Linked DNA regions of Bos taurus: region 2 is linked to region 1. A link is a contact called in public Hi-C data. All regions are on one chromosome and are shown on one strand. Each heading gives the region's core, a stretch centred on a gene start, on an enhancer-like site or on the middle of the called end of the contact. The rest is flanking DNA. Distances are from core to core; before and after follow the strand shown.

The links. Hi-C and Micro-C count contacts between places; a contact is called where the count stands out from the background.
Region 2: a contact with region 1 is called in a Hi-C map of liver, with 2.1 times the contacts expected there. The contact joins the enhancer-like site here to the promoter of DEPDC7 in region 1. A contact is called at or near these places in 2 of 11 Hi-C or Micro-C datasets (liver and an unstated tissue).

The regions. Positions count from the first base shown.
Region 1 is chr15:63,657,956-63,660,655 of ARS-UCD2.0, reverse strand. It overlaps DEPDC7 (DEP domain containing 7), which reads right to left and starts at 1,266. Exons shown (of 9, transcript NM_001192730.2): 1 at 1,144-1,266. The coding sequence starts at 1,216.
Region 2 is chr15:63,705,093-63,708,099 of ARS-UCD2.0, reverse strand. It overlaps TCP11L1 (t-complex 11 like 1), which reads right to left. Exons shown (of 10, transcript NM_001205472.1): 7 at 1,058-1,254. Among named protein-coding and RNA genes, the nearest start is that of TCP11L1, 21 kb to the right of the region's middle. Within about 2 kb of position 1,454, at least 7 of the 102 cell types and tissues checked have an H3K27ac peak or open chromatin away from gene starts, as enhancers often do. A contact at or near this core is called in liver, where this site is marked.

The DNA of each region.
Region 1 (2,700 bases), core at 17-2,516:
CTTCACACTGTAAACACTGGAGAAATTCTGAATGTACCCATCAGATGCTTATTTGAATCCTTTCAATTGGAGAGTAAGATCGATATTAAGATAGTTCTTAGCAAACTACAAATGAGAAGTGGTTGTCTATCACAATTTACCATTAGCATTTTGAAAATTAAAAGAAGCATTTCTAATTCTAAGTAAAACACAAAAGTGGGGCCACTGAGATGTACCCAGTTTTACCCACGTCGATCCACTGACCACTGTCACCTTGAGGGAGGACTCATAAGTTCAAATGAAAGACTTAATAACAAGGGAACTTACGCTTATCCTATAAGCATCCTGCATAGCAGCTACAGAGAGGGGCGGGGGCGGAGTGTAACTTTTCTAAAAGGAAAACAAGAAAGCCAAGTGTTATCTGGACTCCTTAACTCTATCTACTAAGATGTAGGGTATACTAGAATCGGAATTTTAACATATCAGCAATTTTAACTGATCATCCGATTCCGTTCAATTGTTTGGATATTTAAAGAAACCAAGATGTAGCATACTAACATTCTAAGTAACCTGCCCTCTAAGACATGATTAAGCTGGCAAAAATCACTTGTCTCCCCTAATCTCAAGCAACCACTGAAAATCAAAAACTTCTGTTCATTTTAATACTCCTTATCCGGAAAGCGTAACTAATAAATGCTTTTTATGCCAAGTTCCTGGCGGCAGAAGTTAAACTTACATTAACAGAAACTTCTCAGCCCTCCCAGGAAGAGTCTGGGGAACAAAGCCGGCAAGAGAGGCTTTCGGCCCCTGGCTACACCGTGGAAGCACGGTGTGTGGCTCAGACAGTCACCAGTAACGATGTGGAGCCCGTTTGGAGACCTACTGAGAATGCCCGGCAGGCAGCTGGCGCACAGACTCGCGCGCGGCGAAGTTCAAGTCTGGGGAACTTAGGAGAAAGCTGGCTGCGAGGACAGCAGCCTCCGGCGCGGCAGCCCACCCGCGGGGGCGCGGGTCCAAGGAGCCACCGCAGTGCGGGGGCTCGCGGAGGCCGCTGCAGACCTGGCTGTAACGCGGCAGGGTCGCCGCCCGGGCGAGAATCGCAGCCTGCGTCCCCCACCCGCCCTGTGGCCCCCACCGTTTTCGGACCGGGTCCTCGGCACCTACCGGGAGGCCTCTGCACCGGACTCTGGAAAGCCGACAGGTTCAGCGCCGCCGCCTTCTCCCGCACCGTCGCCATGGCCGCAGGCCGCCGGGACAGGACCGCCTCAGACGACCGCACCGCGAAGTGGGCGCCCGCGTTGGAGCAGCCAGTTAACTGGCCCGGGGTGGGGCGGGGTTCCCGCCAGGCCCCGCCCCCGCCGCGCTCCGCTCGCCGCCGGTCACGTGCCGGCCGCGGCCCACGGTAACCTGCGGCCCGGCCAGCGAGGGAAAGGTGGGGCCCCGCCCCCGCCCTGGAGGTAGCCAGATGGGAAGCGTTTTGGTGTGCTGAGCCCTGCGAGTCCGCGCCGGCCGCATGCAACCAGCATCTCGCCGCCGTCTGCACAGCCCACGCGCAGACTGGCGTACGCGCCCAGGCTCAAGCCAGCTTCGGTGAAAGGCGCATCCACCGTGGATTAGCTCTGTTGCTTAACTGTCTTGGGCTTCAGTGCCCTCACCTGTGATGCGGGGGCAATGTCAGTACCCGCTTCACGGAATATTTTTATGAAGATTACACGAGCTAATTCATGTATTTTAGTTGCTGGGTCTGGAACATAAGTGCTTGAAATTCTGTCATGATGATAAATGCTTCGAATTTTTCACGCATCCCTTCCTGTAAAGAACAAATCTTTATCTGGCCTGGGAGAGCAATGTCTAGAGTTCACAGTCCAGGAGGGCAGCTGGCTTGCCTTGGGGCTGGCTGCCAAAGAAATCGGTGCCGCCTCCAAAATAACTCTGGGTCAAGTGGGTTAGGGACAGAGCTAGGAAAGAAGGGAATGGGGGGCTGTTAAGGGGAAGTTGAGAACAGGAAATCCAGGGACCCAGTGCTGGGGTACCTCGGGTGAGTGGTCTGAGACCAATAATTTAGTTGCCAAATTCTTGCGCCCCCATTTTACTCCCGAAATTTGGGGATTTAGCAATCATTTTAAACCTTTGGCACACATAAATATCTTTTCAGAAGGAGGGTGCCCGTGTGAACAGATTATTAAATCAGAATAGTTTTTATATGGGAGTTAGCTTATTGGAAAAGGCTCCGACACGTGGTTCCTTCAAAATGCTTAGAAGAATACATACATATGGTTATATCAAAAAACACTTGCCGAGAAACTGCGACCCTGGGCACCCCAGTTGAGTAGGTTAGACACGGGCTCCTACGATTTAGAAACTGGTGCCAGGATTGGCCTTTTTTATGAGCTCTCTCCCCCTGGTGGCAGTAAAACCCAGTCTCGCCACTGTTCAAAAAATTTCCTTTGTCATTTCTCTGTTGACTGTTGCTCACAGAGATAAGATACCATTTAGGAGGGATTTCAGGTACCCAGCAGAGCAATTAGCTGTAATCTACCCCATACCGTGTAACTGAATGCACAAGTCCATCCTCACTACGTGGTAGATAAAACGCTCATCCTATTTGTGAAAACAAATCTTGACAAACACTAATATTGCATCTTTTGAAAAAGGCAGGTGACCTCAGTGACTACTTTGGTGATTTATATAACATTTCAAAGAATTATCTGGTGAAATGCT
Region 2 (3,007 bases), core at 205-2,704, 47 kb before region 1:
AGATACTCTGGAGAACGGTCTGGCAGCGCCAAAGAGTCACCACGTGACCCAGCAGTTCTAATCCTAGATACATACCTAAGGGAAGCGGGAACACATGTCTACACAAAAACTTGTACACAAATATTCAGAGCAGCACAGTTCACAAGAGCCTAAAAGTGGAGACAACTTAAGTGTCCATCAACTGATGAATGAGGCAAAATGGGGCGAGCCACACAATGGAAGAGATTCAGACTCAGAAAGAAGTGCGGACACAGGCAACATCGTGGAGGAACCTTGAAGATAGTATACTAAGTGAAATAAGCAAGACATAAAAGGACAAAGCACTGTGTGATTTCACTCATATGCAGCACCGAGCAGTCAGATCCAGAAACACAGAGGAGACGGGAGGGGACAGCAACGAGGAGTGCTTAAAGAGCGCAGTTTCAGCTTGCTCTGTAAATGGGTGGAGGTGATGGCTCCAGTCATGTGAATGCACCTAATGCCCAGAACTGCACACGTAAAGATGGGAGGGACTTTCCCCAGTAGTTTAAGACTCTGCCTTCCAAGGCAGCGGGGGGGTTCCATCCTTGGTTCAGGGAACTAAGATCCCACAGGCCAAAGGGTTCAGTCAAAGAAAAAAGACGTGGGGAGGGGGTAAACTTTACATATATTTTACCACAATTTTGAAAAAAAGGAATGAAGTACTGATACATGCTACAACATGGATGAATTTTATGCTAAGAAGCTAGACATGAACGGCCAATATTGTACGATTCCATTTAAACAAAAAGTCCAGAATAGGCCAAATCCATCGAGACAGAGAGTAGGTTGCCAAGGGGTGAGGGGAGAAAGGGGGAAGAACAGTGACCGCTAATGGGTCCAGGGTTTTCTTTCCGGTGATGACAATGCTCCGAAATGAAACAGTGGTAATGGAAGCTCAGCTCTGTGAATGTACTAAAAACCCAGGAATTATACGGTTTACAAACGAACAACTTTCTCTATGTGAGTTGTAACTATTCTTCAGAAGTTCAGCAGTACAAGAGAGAAATGAGCAGTCAGCTTGCCCTGGAGCACCTACTTCAGGGAAAGGCCGGTGGAGGTGGTCCCACTTCAGAAGCTTCAGGTACGCGTAATTCTGCACGGCCACGGGATCCAGCTGGGGACCGTCCCCAGAGCCGGCGGCCCCTCCCGCAGCTGGCAGCGCGTTTTTATACTTCTGACTCATAAGGTCATCTGTGGCTTCCTGCAGCCACTGGGTGACAAAGTCCAGGGAATCTGTGAAAAAGCAAGACTTGGAACATTACTGAACACTCTCAGACACTTCCCAGAATTACTTTAGGGAAGATCATCCTGGAAGTGTGGTAAAGTACAGAACATGGACTTTGGCATCAAACAGACCTCGGTTTACATCACAGGACCGGCAATTACCAGTTGAGTAACCTTAGGTTCGTCGTAGTCTGTCTGACTGTCAAGGTTCTTAACATAATCAAAGGTCTGGCACCGGTGCCATTAGTGGTAGCGAACCTGCCTGCCAACGCAGGAGACATAAGAGACACGGGCTCGATCCCTGGGTCGGGAAGGGCATGGCATCCCTGGAGGAGGGCATGGCAACCCACTCCAGTATTCCTGCCTGGAAAATACAGTCCACGGGGTCGCACAGAGTCAGACACGACACGCAACTTAGTATGCACGCACCAGCGCCACCCCAGAGGCGGCTGTGAGGGCTGACCGTGACGGCGGGCGCAGCGCACCACCCTGGTCTTGCCACCTCAGATCTTCGGCAGACTTTTGCTCTTTTCTCTCCCACCCCAGCCACTCATGCATGACACGCGGCTGGAAGCTCTGGTAAGTCCAGCTCAGTGAGATGTGAAAATTCCTGCCCAGGGACAGATGGGGGGAGATGCTGGCTAGAGTTCCCAGTGTAAAGTACCCTCCACACTGAAAATGAGGCTTGTCCTTGTCTAGATCTCAGCCTCCTATCAATCTGGTTTCCGGTCAGCCTCGCTGGGGTAAGTCCTGTCACCTGTTTGGTACATACTGCATGGCATTTGGGGGGACACCCCCACCCCAGCGGGGGGACCTTGTTGTCTCCCATCTGCCGGCATGCTTTCCTACTCTTCTAAGCTGAGTAGATACCCGGGATTCTGAGGGACACAAGAGCAAGAAGATGAAGCTTCTGTCCACATTGTCTGAGCAAAAAAAACCCTCTGACAGGACACGAGTGGGCTGCAGCCCCATCAGTGGAGGCCGCCTTGCCACCAAGCGGGCAGTCGAGGGCACGGCTGGAGTCCGCTCTTCACGGCTGCAGCCGGACACACCTCTGGTCCTGCCCACACGCTGATCACGCCGAGCTCTCGGTTCTGGGCTTCGCTCTCCCTTTAGCCTCTGGAGGCAGCATTCTATAGGCCACCAGCTCTGGGAAACCTCGGCTTTCATGCTGCGAGTGACTCTGACCGGCTGCCGGCACCTGACCCTTACTCTAAGGCTCTTCAGCCTGTAAACTGTAACCCTGCTGTCTCCTGAGGCGCAGGACAATACTGGTTGAGAAAAAGAGCTGAGTGGGTCAATTTTGTACTCGCAGGCGTTCCCTAGTTGCAGTGTGAGGGCTTCCCACTAAGATGGCTTCTCTTGTTGTGGAGCACAGACTTCAAAAGTTGTGGTGAGTGGGCTTAATTGCCCTATGGGATGTGTAATATTCCCCTACGGGGAAGTGAACCTGTGTCCCCTGTATGGACAGGCGGATTCTTAACCACTGGACCACCAGGGAAATCCCTGTGGTCATAAGTTCTGGTCAAAAATCCCTCAAAACCTATTTCCACATCTGTAAAATTGGTTTAAAAAATAGTGTCTACCTCCTAGGCTTACTGTGAGGTCATCTGTGGCAAAGCCGGTACATAGTCAATTCAAGCAGGGGCACTGAATTAACAACTTTGATCAGACTACACAATCTATCCAGAGACTGCCATTTTCATCTGTGACCAGCAAATTTACAGGCTAAAAGGAACGCGTAATAAATTGGAACTGAAGA